Linked DNA regions of Capsicum annuum: region 2 is linked to region 1. Evidence: chromatin contacts called from public Hi-C data. All regions are on one chromosome and are shown on one strand. The core of a region is the stretch at or near the end of the contact, and the rest is flanking DNA. Distances in the headings are between cores, read along the strand shown.

Region 1 (7,365 bases), core at 3,641-6,140:
ATGGGTAGCAGAAATTTTAACTTGTTAGTTAGCATCATCGGAGCAAAAATTAAAATCAAAATTATGAACTTCTAAAAAAAAAAATTAGAAATGACACAAAAAATCAAAAAATCTAGAAAGAACTCCCAGTAAGAAATGCATTACTTCACTTGAATTAGGTTGTTAGCTTCAATTTTTTACTTGATTTTAAGAGACTTGAATGTGCATATATCATGTGAAGGAAATGTTAGAGAAACTTTGACAATTTGATGATTATAGTTACTGGAGCATCAAAGACAAGCATAGCCGTCAAAGAAGTAGAAACCTAATACAAACATAGCATATTTAGGAATATGATCTTCGAACCATGTCTTGATAGAATTCTATTATATTTCTTGACAAAAATTTCAGCAAATCGTTACTCATATACTCATCTTAAATTGCTTACCAAAAATCTATGAACATTTACAAAGCAAGGAATAAGGCTGAAATTTAAGAAAAGAACTAACCTTTTTTCATTGAAATTTAACAGTTTAGATGATTTTCAATATACTTTAGAAAGGTTCTCAAATACCAGAGCAAAGCTATGAAATTGTTGGTCGACGAGTTTGCCTATGCCTATTGCACGCAATTGATTTTGTTTGCAAGAAAGATTATTTACATTTTACTGGAAACACAATTTTAAAAGACGAAGAGAAAAGTTTGAAGCGGTGAAAGAGAACAGAGATATAGAGGCTTCTAAAGTTATAAGTTTCCGTTGAGTATTAGTGTAAACTTACAAAAATACCCTTGATCGTTCCTTACCCGTCTTTTTATATAATATAAAATATCTGTGAACTCTTGTACTAACTTTTATCTTTTATACTCAACCGTGTATGCATATCAACACTTCTCTTTTTCCTTAGCAAAGCACAACCTTCTATGACGACTATAAGCTCTAGAGAATGGGCAAAAAATACATTAATTGAGGTGTAGAATGAACTTACATTTATGGAGGAATCGTCAATCAGCTTACCAACTAAAAGATGATTTGTTGAGAATTATAAAATCTAACTATCCCAATTCAGAGTCGTTCAATACTCTTTCACACTTGAATTTGAATAATCTCAAAGATTTTTTATTTTTTTTTTAAATTTTATTTATATTGAAAAAAATATTTGAAAAGTTTGTTAATTATTTGTTATTTTCTTAACAGTTCTTATGGACTTGTATTCGATGCTATCCGAACAAAATGTATTACCTGTGAAGGTATATTTTATCATGAAAGTTATGATATGACTATGTTGCATGTCTATAAATGTCTTAACAAAGGACGCCCAAGTTTATTTTATCGCGATGACATATATTATTATATAACGTTGTCTCCTTAAAAAATTTTCACCAATAAAAAATTCCTACATCCTAACATGGAATAGGTATTTTGAGTAATTTTGAATTATAATTCTTTTTGAATTAGAAAAAGTAATAACTATTTTTTATATATAAATCCATGAAACATACTTGCGACGCTACTATTTTGGGGGCCATTAACCATGTGAAAAAACAAATATAAGAGCATATAGTCATAGACTATTTATTGAAAAGAACACCAGAAGTATAAGGTATTGCAGGTGATAAAGAATGACATAACAAAAATTTATAATTATTTTTTCATAAATAGACCCGATATGAGTGATGAAAAATATTCTTTACTAAAATCCTAGTTTCTGTTCGTGGTCTTCAAGTTCCTAATCTTGACACTATGTGTTTTTCTTAAGAGAGGATATAATTTACGTAAAGGATAAAAAGGATGAAAATGTTGAAATTCAGCAAATATCAATTGAGGATGCTATTGCACAATTTGAAGAGAAAATCAAATCGAACAATGGCATGGCTTTCATGGTGTAAACTGTGTACAGAAAGAGGAGGAAGAAGAAACATCCATGATCTTTATTTTTAGGGTAGTTCAAGAGTAAGGCTAGTAAAACATTTGCTTTATGCTCCTAAAATTTTGAGGCCTCAAGGAGTTTAGAGAAAAGGTATGACCTTTTCCAAAAAAAAAAAAAAGACTCAAATTTGGTCCGTTGAACAAATTAGAGCACTTGGCCCGTTTAAATTTCATTTATTGGTCATTTTTTGATTTGGCCCAATTCGAACCCTTTATTCATTTTTTTAAAAATTATTTTTCGCTACTTTTATGGGGCAAAAAACTTTTATTTTTTTAAAAAATAATTAAATACAATTGTATAAAAAAACTCTTTTTTCGTTGATGAGCTTAAATAAGCCTTTTTGACTTATTAAACTCTTTTTTCATGAAACAATACTCTATTCCAAGTACAATAATAGTAAATAACCTGAGGAAAAATTAATCAGAAGAAAAAGATCATCAGTGACAACCTATTAACCTTCTCAACTCTAATACCACAATCATGTTACCTTATCAATAACAACACAACCACTTGAACTAAAAAGTAAAACAAATTTCTTATATTACATCATTTTACCATACAAAATGTAATTCTAATATTGCTATATGTCATCGATAAGTATTATTGCCTTGGAATAAAATATTATAAAAATTTCACATATACAAAGGGACGTACAACTTTACATCGGTGAAGGAAGCCATAACTTATTCGATAATAGAAAAAGAAAAACAATAAAATTTCTCACCAAATTGTTAAGTTGTTTCAAACATATCACCGAACGTCCTGGATTGACCAGTCTTCATAGCTTCAAATTACATCATAACAATATCAAAGGATAAAAATAAGAAAAAATATCAAAAAAGAAATAGTTATCAAAATGGAAATCGTCAACAAATTATAAATAAGATGAATGAACACCATAAAAATATATTTACAAATATAGTATGGTATCAACAACTAAAAAATATAAATAAGCAAATACTGAATCTTCCAACATCAAGCTTAACATTATAAATGTATAAATAACATAAATACCAACCTTTTTGGAAGTAATTACACTCTCTTCCGCTTTTTTAATTACTTTACTCTCTCCCTATTAATATACATAACATAGCCGACATATACATAACATTCGGTGTATATGTTAGAATTTTTGTAATATGTTTAGGGAGTTGAAATTTTTTGTAATATTGAAAACATAAGTTGTGTATTTGTATAAGTTTTAGTTATAAAATTTTGCACAAATCATTTGATTTGCAATAATGAATTAGTACCAAAGGTCAAAAAGACATCAAAGATTAGTAATTCAAAATAATAGTATATGATTATTACATGTACCAGGGATCTATTTCCAACCATGCATGTTTGGATAAAAAATAATTGCTAAAACAAAAAAAATTAGACAAACACCCAAGGGAATTCAGAAACGACCGAAAAATTCCTTCAAGGAGAAAAAGAACAAAAAGTAAAATTACCAGATTAGTGAATGAAGCTAAAAAATTACCAAAGAAACTTATTTACCCTTTTTCTTGAAATAATGTGCGCGGGCCCATATACTAGTTTTATATATATAAAAATAAAAAGTAAAAAAAAAAATACATTACATGGAATAAAAAGAAAAAACAGAAAAAAAGCCAACACATTTAATCCTCATTGTTTGACTACTGACAAAATCTATCTAATCTCTGTTTTTCTTTCTTCCTCCATCATCTAACCTATCTCTAATCGAAGCACCCAAAAATGGATTCTGTTGTTTTCTATTCTTACTTTTCAATTATGGAAACTGTAGGTAGTTATGAAATTCGTTATGGTTCAATTATTATAATCAAACAAACTAAATATAAACGAAAACACAAAGAAGAAAGAACTCATCAGAAAGCAGAGAAAGAGGAATGACGTAGGGAGAAATGAAAAATGAGACGGATGAAGCTGAAAATGTACACATTTCTCGGAAAAAATAAAAAGTACAGACTACGTATATCTCTGATCAGCACACACATACAGATTTTTTGATAGAAAAAACAGCCTCAATTTAGGTTATATTAACAAAAATGCCCTTTGTCGTCTCAATGAACCTTCACTTATTATATAGTGTAAGTAAATGTAAAAATAGAAATTACAAACCCTAATTCATTTGGGGACTCTGCCTATAGCATCGTTATTCAAACACTAAATTCAATTCCACTATCTACAACATCGTGACTCAGAGATTCAAAGACATAAATGTTCAAATCAGAGATTTCAAGAGACAAACGTTCAAAGCAAAGTAAAGCACAATCTCCAATGATGATTATGGATGCTATAGAATTTACAAAAGAAAAATAATTGAGGTGCACAATGAACTTACACTTATGGAGGAATTGTCTTTACCTTAATCAGTTTACCAATTAAAAAAAGATTTGTTGGAAATGATGAAATATAACTATCCCAATTCAAAGTCGTTCTACACTTTTTCACTCCCCAATTGGATTATCTTAAAGATTTTTGATATGTTCCTTTGTTTTTTAATTCTATTTACATTGAAAAAAATTATTTGAAAAAGATTGTTAATTAATTCTTATTTTTTTAACAGTTCTCATGCAATTGTATTCAGTGCTATTCGAACAAAATGTATTACCTGTAATGATATAATTTATCATGAAAGTAATGATACGACTACATTGCATGTCTATAAATATCTTAACAAAGGGTGTTCGAGTTTATACTGTCGCGATGACATATATTATGATATAGATCTGTTTCCTAGAGAAATCTTCACCAATTAAAAAAATCCAACATTCTAATCTGAAACATATACTTTGAGTAATTTTAAATTATAATTCTTTTTGAATTAGAAGAGTACTAACTATTTTCTATTTTTTTCTTTAGAGGTAATAAAAAAAAATTTAATACCCGACCACTTGTGGTCTTTTTTTTAAAAATTCTGTAATACCCGACCCAATCCAATCATAATCCGACCTAGCCCATCTTAATTATCCTTTTTTTCTTCTTAATTATCTTAGAAGCCCATACAACTCTCACCTCACTCTCAAACACCTCTCACCGATGGAAACAACACCGATGAAATAGATCCAGAGAATCCAATATTTTAACATAAATTTCCAATCCCTGCAAATTCTGTGAAAGCATTTTAGTGCAAATTTTCGGTCCCTGCAAATCCAGTTCGACGCTAAGTTTGTAATATAAATTTTCCCTTCGTATACTTTTTTATCTGTTAAAACCCCCCAACATTTTCCCCTTTAACGCTATTATTTGTAGTAAGTGAAGAAGAAAAGTTCACTAATGCATTCTTAGTATTCAACAAGTTAAGATTTGGTGCATTTTGCCTAATGGATTGACTTTTTCATTTATGCTTAAAGTTTGTTGTTGTTCATACTCTTGTTGTGAAATTGGGATTTAGCAAGGAGATTGAAAGAGTTATGGTGTGCGCAACGTAAAGTGTTTGATGAAATGCCTGAGAAGGATGTTGTTTGTTGGACTTGTTTGATTTCTGAGTGTGCAAAGTTTGGTTTGTCTGTGGAAGGTTTGTGTTTATTTTTGTGATGGTGAAGAAGAAGTTGATTCCTAAAAATGATACTATGATTAGTGTTTTACGATAGCATCAGATTTATGCCAATTGATTAGGTAGAAACACTAGGAAATTTGAAGAAGCTTCCTGGTTTGAATTTATTTTATTGGTCTTTGAAAGATAACAATGAATTTATGCATCATTTGGGACATAAATAGACGTTGTTGCTTTGAGGCGAGTTTTCTATATTTTGGTCAACTTTTATAATGTTGATGTAGTGTTAAGTGGCTAGAGCTCCCATCCCATACACAATTTGATTAATGCCAAATTTTGCAGTTGTCTTTAATAGAATTACTATTAATTTGAATTTTAAGTCAACTTCAATTACTAAGTTTTATAACAATTAATTTGAAAAATTAAGATATGCTTTGTTAGCAAATGATTTTGTGTTGCTTTTTAACAGAATTCGAATTAGGGAAAAAGGATTGCTTTGCTATTTTCGATGATCATTTGTCTCTTTCTCTTCAATTTTGGTCAAGCAAAGATAAGTTGATTTCTCTCTATTTTCTTATAGTAAAGTCTTTAAATGTAGTGTTAAGGTGAGATTATTTTATGTAGAAGGTTTTGAAAGTCATAGGTTTTGCGATGGATATGCGACGCCTCTACTTATTTGCTTTATTAAATTTGTTGAATTGTTTGATTTGAAAGCCATAGGTTTTGTGATGGACATGTGAATTAGTGACTTGAAAGTGAAAATTTTTATCAATAAAAAATTCCAAACATCCTAACATGGAACAAATATTTTGAGTAATTTTAATTATTATTCTTTTTGAATTAGAAGAGTACTAACTATTTTTTATTTTTCTCTTTACAGGTAATGAAAAACTTTAAAGATAGGTCCATGAAAACATACTTACGACGCTACTATTTTGGAGGTCATTAATCGTGTGAAAAAATAAATAAAAGAGCATATAGTTACAGACTGTTTAGTAATAGAACATCAGAAGTATAAGATATTGAAGGAGAAAAAAATAGCATAACAAAAGCTATAATTATTTTGTCATAAATCGACCTGATATGAGCAATGGAAAATGTTTCTTTACTCATATTCTAGTTTCTCTTCGTGATCCTGAAGTTACTAGTCTTGATTCTATGTGTTTTCTTAAGAGAGAGGATGTAATTTATGTAAAGGATAAAAAGTAGCTTATATTGATTTTCATGGTGTAAACAACGTGCATAAGGAGAAGGATGAAGAGACATCCATGATCTTTGTTTCCATAGTGGCTCAAGGGTAAGGATAGTAAAACGTTTGCTTTAAGCCTTTAATTTTGATGCCTAACAATTTTTTAGAGAAAGGATACTATATTACCCTTTTCAAAACAAATGACTCATTTGAGTTTTTGGACAAATTAGAACACTTGACCCATTTAAATTTTACTTATTGATCATTTTTTATATGACCCAATTCGGGCCTTTATTCAGTTTTTTTTAAAAAAATTATTTTTTGCTACTTTTTGGGACAAAAAATATCTGTTTTTTCTAAAAATAATTAAATACTATTGTATATAAATTGTTTAATTGTTCTATAACATGCATATCTACATAAAATATAGAAATAGTATAGAATGTGTATAGAAACTATATAGTCATTGTATAAAATATATCTAAATAATAAATGTAGCTAAAGGTTGTATAAAATTGTATAATTATTTTATAGAATATGTATTTGAATAATTACTGTAGATAAATGTTGTATAAAATATATATAAAAAGTGTATAATTATTGTATATAATATATATGTGTATAAAAAGTGTATAATTATTATATAAAATATGTATCTAAATAATTATGGCTACAGGTGTGTAAAATGTGCTACAAATTGTATAATTATTGTATAGAATATGTATTTCATATATAATATATAGAAATTGTATTGTATAGAATATGTATTGGTATAAGATGTGTATAAA
Region 2 (6,570 bases), core at 3,100-5,599, 260 kb before region 1:
TGAATAACACTAGTTGCAGAATGTTAATCACTTCCTTTTTCTTTGTTGTTTGGAAAATCTGTCATTTATAACGCGGTGGTCCTTTTAGAATCTGCCAAATAGCTGATCATGTGTATAAAAATTACAAGATAATAGCAGCTCTCTACTGATTGCCTGGTAGTGATGAATGCCATTCTCTAGTCCCCATTTTGGTTTATCTTGCAGACTGACTGGTGACTGGTTATATTTATCTATTTCTGTGGTTTGATGTTTATGCTAGCTTGTGATGATGTCTTCGGCATGGTATGTGTCGGAATAAAATTATAATAATATCTATGAAGTGACACTTGACAGATGGATTGTATTTTCAGGGGAAAGGTGAAAGATAATATTTGTTTGGATAGTCTGAATTTGATATTTGTAATTCTGACGAGGAATGTGTTTCATTTGGATTTGCATTAATTCATGGCTTGAATTGATTTGATCTCATCAGAGATTGGTCCTCACATTCTCTGCCCCCTCCCTTCACTACAGAAAAAAAAAGAGAAAAGATTTCAGTCTCTTTTAATCTTAAAATTGTTTTTTGTTTTAGTACTTCGTTTTGGGATGCAGTAGACATGCAAGTAATATCAAATTTCTAATGTCACTCCTCTAACTGAACAATTTTTGCAGGATAGTCGAGATTTGACATCAAATAGTCCAAGTTCTAGTTCTGTTAGTGCTACAAAAGAAATTAGCTCTCCAGACGCTTCCTTAAGTTCCAACCCTAATACTTCGCCTAAGAGCTATCAGCCTTGTAACTTTGTGCAGTCTGAAAGGTCACATGTAGCTTTGGATCAAGCAAATATGCAGAACATTCAAGCCAAAGGATCAGCTTCAGACGTGTTCCGAGTTAGTGTCTCCAGTGCCCCCAGTACTTCTAGTCATGGTTCTGCACCAGATGATTGTGATGCTTTGGGTGATGTTTATATTTGGGGTGAGGTAATATGTGATAATATTGTCAAGGTTGGACCTGAAAAAAATTCCAGTACGATGAGCACAAGGGCAGACGTGCTTGTTCCAAGACCACTGGAATCTAGTGTAGTTTTGGATGTTCATCATATAGCTTGTGGGGTCAAGCATGCTGCCCTTGTCACCAGGCAAGGTGAAATATTTACATGGGGTGAAGAATCTGGTGGCCGGCTTGGCCATGGTGTTGGGAAAGATGTCACTCAACCTCGGTTTGTTGAATCACTGTCCTTCTGCAGCATCGACTTTGTTGCATGTGGTGAGTTTCACACCTGTGCTGTTACAATGGCTGGTGAATTATATACTTGGGGGGATGGCACACACAATGCTGGGCTTCTAGGTAATGGCACTGACGTCAGCCACTGGATACCAAAGAGAATATCAGGCCCTCTGGAAGGACTTCAAGTTGCATCAGTAACATGTGGTCCATGGCATACTGCTTTAATAACATCAAATGGGCAGCTCTTCACATTTGGGGATGGAACATTTGGTGTTTTAGGCCATGGTGATAGGGAAAATGTATTGTTCCCCAGGGAGGTGAAGTCTCTGTCAGGTCTGAGGACGATTGCTGCTGCATGTGGGGTATGGCATACTGCTGCTGTAGTTGAAGTTATTGTGACACAATCTAGTGCTAGTGTTTCATCTGGAAAATTATTTACTTGGGGAGATGGAGATAAAAATCGTCTTGGACATGGTGATAAAGAACCTCGATTGGAACCTACTTGTGTACCTGCACTTATTGATTACAATTTTCACAAAATTTCTTGTGGGCATAGTTTAACTGTCTGCTTGACCACATCTGGTCATGTTTTTACAATGGGAAGTACTGTCTATGGACAACTTGGAAATCCTTATTCTGATGGCAAGTTGCCTTGCCTGGTAGAAGACAAACTTTCGGGGGAAATCGTTGAAGATATTGCTTCTGGTTCATACCATGTGGCTGTTTTGACATCCAAAAATGAGGTTTATACATGGGGTAAGGGAGCCAATGGGAGATTAGGTCATGGGGATGTAGAGGACCGGAAAGCCCCCACTTTAGTTGAAGCTTTGAAGGACAGACATGTGAAATATATTGCTTGTGGTTCTAATTACACTGCTGCGATATGTCTTCACAAATGGGTTTCTGGTGCTGAACAGTCCCAATGTTCAGCCTGTAGACAGGCTTTTGGCTTCACAAGGAAAAGACACAATTGCTACAACTGCGGCCTTGTGCATTGCCATTCATGTACTTCAAGAAAAGCAATAAGGGCAGCATTGGCCCCAAATCCAAACAAACCGTATCGTGTCTGTGATTCTTGTTTCACAAAACTGAGTAAGGTTGCTGAGATTGGAATCAATAACAGGAGAAGTGCCGGACCTCGGCTTTCTGGTGAGAACAAGGACAGGCTGGACAAGGCTGATATACGATCAGCGAAATCAGGAATGCCACCCAATCTTGATTTGATCAAGCAGCTAGATAGTAAAGCAGTCAAACAAGGAAAAAAAGCTGAGACATTTTCCTTGGGTCGTTCCTCGCAAGCTCCTTTGTTACAGCTGAAAGATGTAGTTTTGTCGACCACTGGTGATCTGCGCTGGGCAGTACCAAAACCCGTTGTGATCCAATCGGGTGTTAGTTCCAGATCTGTATCACCTTTCTCTAGGAAGCCAAGCCCACCACGCTCAGCAACACCAGTGCCTACCACAGCAGGACTTTCATTCTCCAAAAGCATTGCTGACAGTTTGAAGAAAACCAATGAGCTTTTAAATCAGGAAGTTCATAAATTGCGGGCTCAGGTATTAAAGTTTTCCCATTTGTGCTTTACATTTTGCTCAAGTTATATACTATTTCCTAGTTCCTTGTAACTGATGTGATTTATGTTGACTTAGGTCGAGAACCTGAGACATCGTTGTGAGCTTCAGGAGTTGGAGCTGCAGAAATCAACAAAAAAAGCCCAGGAAGCAATGGCTTTGGCAGCCGAGGAATCTGCCAAAAGCAAAGCTGCAAAAGAAGCTATGAAGTCTCTGATGGCACAGGTATGCTCATACACACGAACACATTCACAACAGACATACTCTCCCTCTCTCTCTATATATGTGTGGGTATATATTATTGTTTGCAAAGCTTTGTCAAATTGAAATACAATGTTGGTCAAATTTATTTAGGTGGTCTATTGCTTACTGACTAGAAATATCTTTTTGGACCTTGTTGTTTTGCTGAATATGAAGGTGTGTTGCCCTATAATTTGCTCTTTTTTACAGCTCAAAGACATGGCTGAAAGGTTGCCACCTGGGGCTTATGACATGGAGAGCCTGAAACTAGCTTACCTACCGAATGGGTTGGATGCAAATGGCATTCACTATCCTGATGCTAATGGGGAACGCCATTCGAGATCTGATTCTGTCACTAGCTCTTACATGGCCTCTCAAACCAGCATGGACTTTAATACATATGGAATGCAAAGCCCCAGCAGATACCAAAGGGATTCCAGTAGCATTGAAGCTAGTGCAAACAATCAAATTCTGACCTCCAATTGTACAGATGATCGAGCTGAAGTTAGACTGCCTAATGGTAGCGGGGCACAGGTGAGCATGAATAGTGCGTCTCAAGCCATCGATAATGAAGACGCTGAATCTTTACAAGACAATGGAAACGGATTGAAATCAAGAAATTCTCTGCCTTCTGGTAACCCTAATCAAATTGAGGCTGAATGGATTGAACAATACGAGCCTGGAGTGTATATTACCCTAATGGCTCTTCGAGATGGCACTAGAGATCTCAAACGAGTTCGCTTCAGGTAATTGTCTTGATCACTTGGCTCGAGTGATTTTTCTCAACTTACTAATGATCTACCACAGTATCATGGTCCATACACAACAAAATCTTCTATATCAGGAACAACACCAGTGGAGAATAATCAATCCACCTTTATAATATTCAAATTTTTTATCTTGGTAAATTGGCTAGTGTTACCTATTTTTGATTAATCTGTTTTGTGCTTTAGATAACATTGCTTCCAATGATTCTGACATAATAGTTGGTTCTGTTGTAATTCAATCCGCAGTCGCAGAAGATTCGGGGAGCACCAAGCTGAGACTTGGTGGTCGGAGAACCGTGAAAAAGTTTACGAGAGATATAATGTTCGTGGTTCTGACAAGTCGTCAGTTACAGGCCATGCTGCTCGGAGGTCTGAAGGGGCCCTCTCTCCATCTTCCCAGATTTAGAATTTCATTAATAGGACTGTTTTAGCTGTTTTTCTCTACGTTTTTAATACTTGTGCGGTATGCTAGTCAAATTATTGGGGGTGGGGGGGAGAGAGCCAGACCCTTCACTTCCGTTCTCACCCTATTCCACAAATTCCTCAGCCACTTTTTATGTTACTTTTTGGTTCAGTCTTATTTCTTAGGGGGTTCACCATTTAACTTATTTGTTGCTGTATTGTAGTGTATATAATAGTATCAATCAATTATATTTGTTGCCCAACAGGACCCGCATTCTTGTCCCTTTATTTTTGTTTCTGTTTCTCACTTAAGCCTAAACTGATTCTAGTAGCATAGCCAAATGATGTGGTGTAACGGATAGGTTGTTCGTCGCTATGTAGTCGGGCTAAAGATGAAGAAATGAAGAAATCCTAATAATATACAAAGCTAAAGAGCCAGCTGATGAAAATGAATTTTGGCATGATGATTTCCTTCATCTTTTCGAATGAGTTGTGGAAACATAAGAGAGGAAATTTCTCGTTGAGAAGTATCATTGGTTTCTTGACAAATCATCCCCGTTTATAGTTTTTGGCTAGCGACATTCTTTCTTAGCAAATTGTCTCGTATTTAACGTTTGATGATTAGCAAGTTAATTTTTTTTTTAAGCTTCAACATGAGTTTGGAGCTACGAACGTGGTCGAAATTTTGATGTGCTGCAGCCAGTGGATTTAGGCATTTAAAGTTTACTCATTTATGTTCTTAAAAGGAAAAAAATACATAAATTAGCATGAGTATTAAATTATAAAAAATAGCAATACTTTAATCAAATTACATTTTGTAGCATATGTATTTGTATTTTTGTAGCAGCAGTTTGCAAAAATACAAAATACATATAGATCATAAGAGCAGTAAAAATCATATGTATTTGTATTTTTGTAGCAACAGTTTGTAAAAATACAAAATACAACTTGCTATATTATGTAATTATGAAACTGTTGCTATGAAACTCATAATTAAGGGGATAAGTATGCTATTTCTGAATTTTTAAAGGAAGTGAGATAAATTTATCACTTTCGGCCTTAATTCCTTATTTTCTTGGCTTCGTGGTCTAAATTATAATTAATTGAAAATTAGATAAACAAAGAGAAAAGATCAGCCCTTCAGTAAAAGAACAGAAAAAGAGCAGTCAAAATATTCTTTAGGAGATATGGCTTTAGGAAATTTTTTACCAAAAATTACATATATACACAAGGTAATTTTACTTTATTAAATAAAATCTTATATTGGGAATTTTTTTTTACAAAAATCTCAAAGTAATTACTTAAATTGTGTTCTTTTGCTCTTTTGCCCTTATACATCCCAAATACGTGGTCTTTTGCTCTATATTGTGTTCGATATTTTCTCCATTATTGAACTCCATATTTCACGCCTAAATTTAGAAATACCGTATTTTGCTTCATTATTGTTTTTCGTTTTTTGCTCCTTATCTCAACTCCTTTATTTACGCCTTGAATCAAGCTTACGTGATCAAGAGAGTTTCAAATTTTTTCAGTTATCAACCATTAACTAAACAAAGTTCACCCTCTTCATTTAATTTTAAGTTTTTTTTCAACTTTACCAAATCAAATTTGAATTCGAATTATTCTTTGTTGCATGTCGGTACTTATCAAAGTATCCGCTTTTGTTAGTCAATACCATTGTGAAAGTTGATTTTTTTTTTTGTATTTTTTCATAATTTGCAAAGTCAGATCTTTGCTTTATTTGCTTTTTTTTTTTTTGAAATTGGTTATACCGTAAAGTATAAATTTTGTAATGGAATTTGATCCTAGCTTTAGTTTAGGACTTAGGCAGTTAGATCCTCAAGAACAAACTATTTCCGTTGATGATTTCGTTCTTGGTTCTTTTGATTATGAAGAACCCAATTTCGCAGAGAACCGTTCGAAGCACCGAAACGACTCAGTAACAATGAAGAAATTGAGGGAAGTTTTCGGTTCAAGTTCAAACGAGAAAGCTCCAAAATCGTCAAGTAAGAAAAAGGTTGATGATTCTGGACAACCATGTCTGCCGAAGGTATAGTTATCATTAAAATATGTATTAGCAACACTATTCTATATATAAGATTTCATTATACAGTTGTTAAAATTATATAGTGAATTATATAAGGTGTTTGTATACATGTTAAACAGTATTAGATTATATTTATTACTTGTATAAGGTTTACACATACATGTGAAACTGTTGTATGAGATTGTCTTTTATTTGTTTTGGCAGTATGCTTTTATGTATAAGATTTCATTATACACGTATTAACATTATATTATTAATTGTATAAGGTTTACACATACATGTGAAACTGTTGTATCAGGTTGCATTTTTTTGTTTTGACTTTCTGCTTCTATGAATTAG

Evidence for each region. A called contact is a pair of places that touch in the nucleus more often than the background predicts.
Region 2: a Hi-C map of leaf shows a contact between it and region 1, with 2.8 times the contacts expected there. The contact joins two enhancer-like sites. A contact is called at or near these places in 2 of 5 Hi-C or Micro-C datasets (leaf and placenta).

The regions. Positions count from the first base shown.
Region 1 is chr4:178,287,971-178,295,335 of UCD10Xv1.1, reverse strand. No RefSeq gene overlaps it. Among protein-coding and RNA genes, the nearest start is that of LOC107869618, 19 kb to the right of the region's middle. Within about 2 kb of position 4,890, at least 5 of the 5 cell types and tissues checked have an H3K27ac peak or open chromatin away from gene starts, as enhancers often do. A contact at or near this core is called in leaf, where this site is marked.
Region 2 is chr4:178,552,405-178,558,974 of UCD10Xv1.1, reverse strand. It overlaps LOC107867686 (PH, RCC1 and FYVE domains-containing protein 1-like), which reads left to right. Exons shown (of 9, transcript XM_016714037.2): 6 at 652-2,760; 7 at 2,854-3,000; 8 at 3,226-3,761; 9 at 4,029-4,447. The coding sequence ends at 4,188. Among protein-coding and RNA genes, the nearest start is that of LOC107867686, 8.6 kb to the left of the region's middle. Within about 2 kb of position 4,349, at least 4 of the 5 cell types and tissues checked have an H3K27ac peak or open chromatin away from gene starts, as enhancers often do. A contact at or near this core is called in leaf, where this site is marked.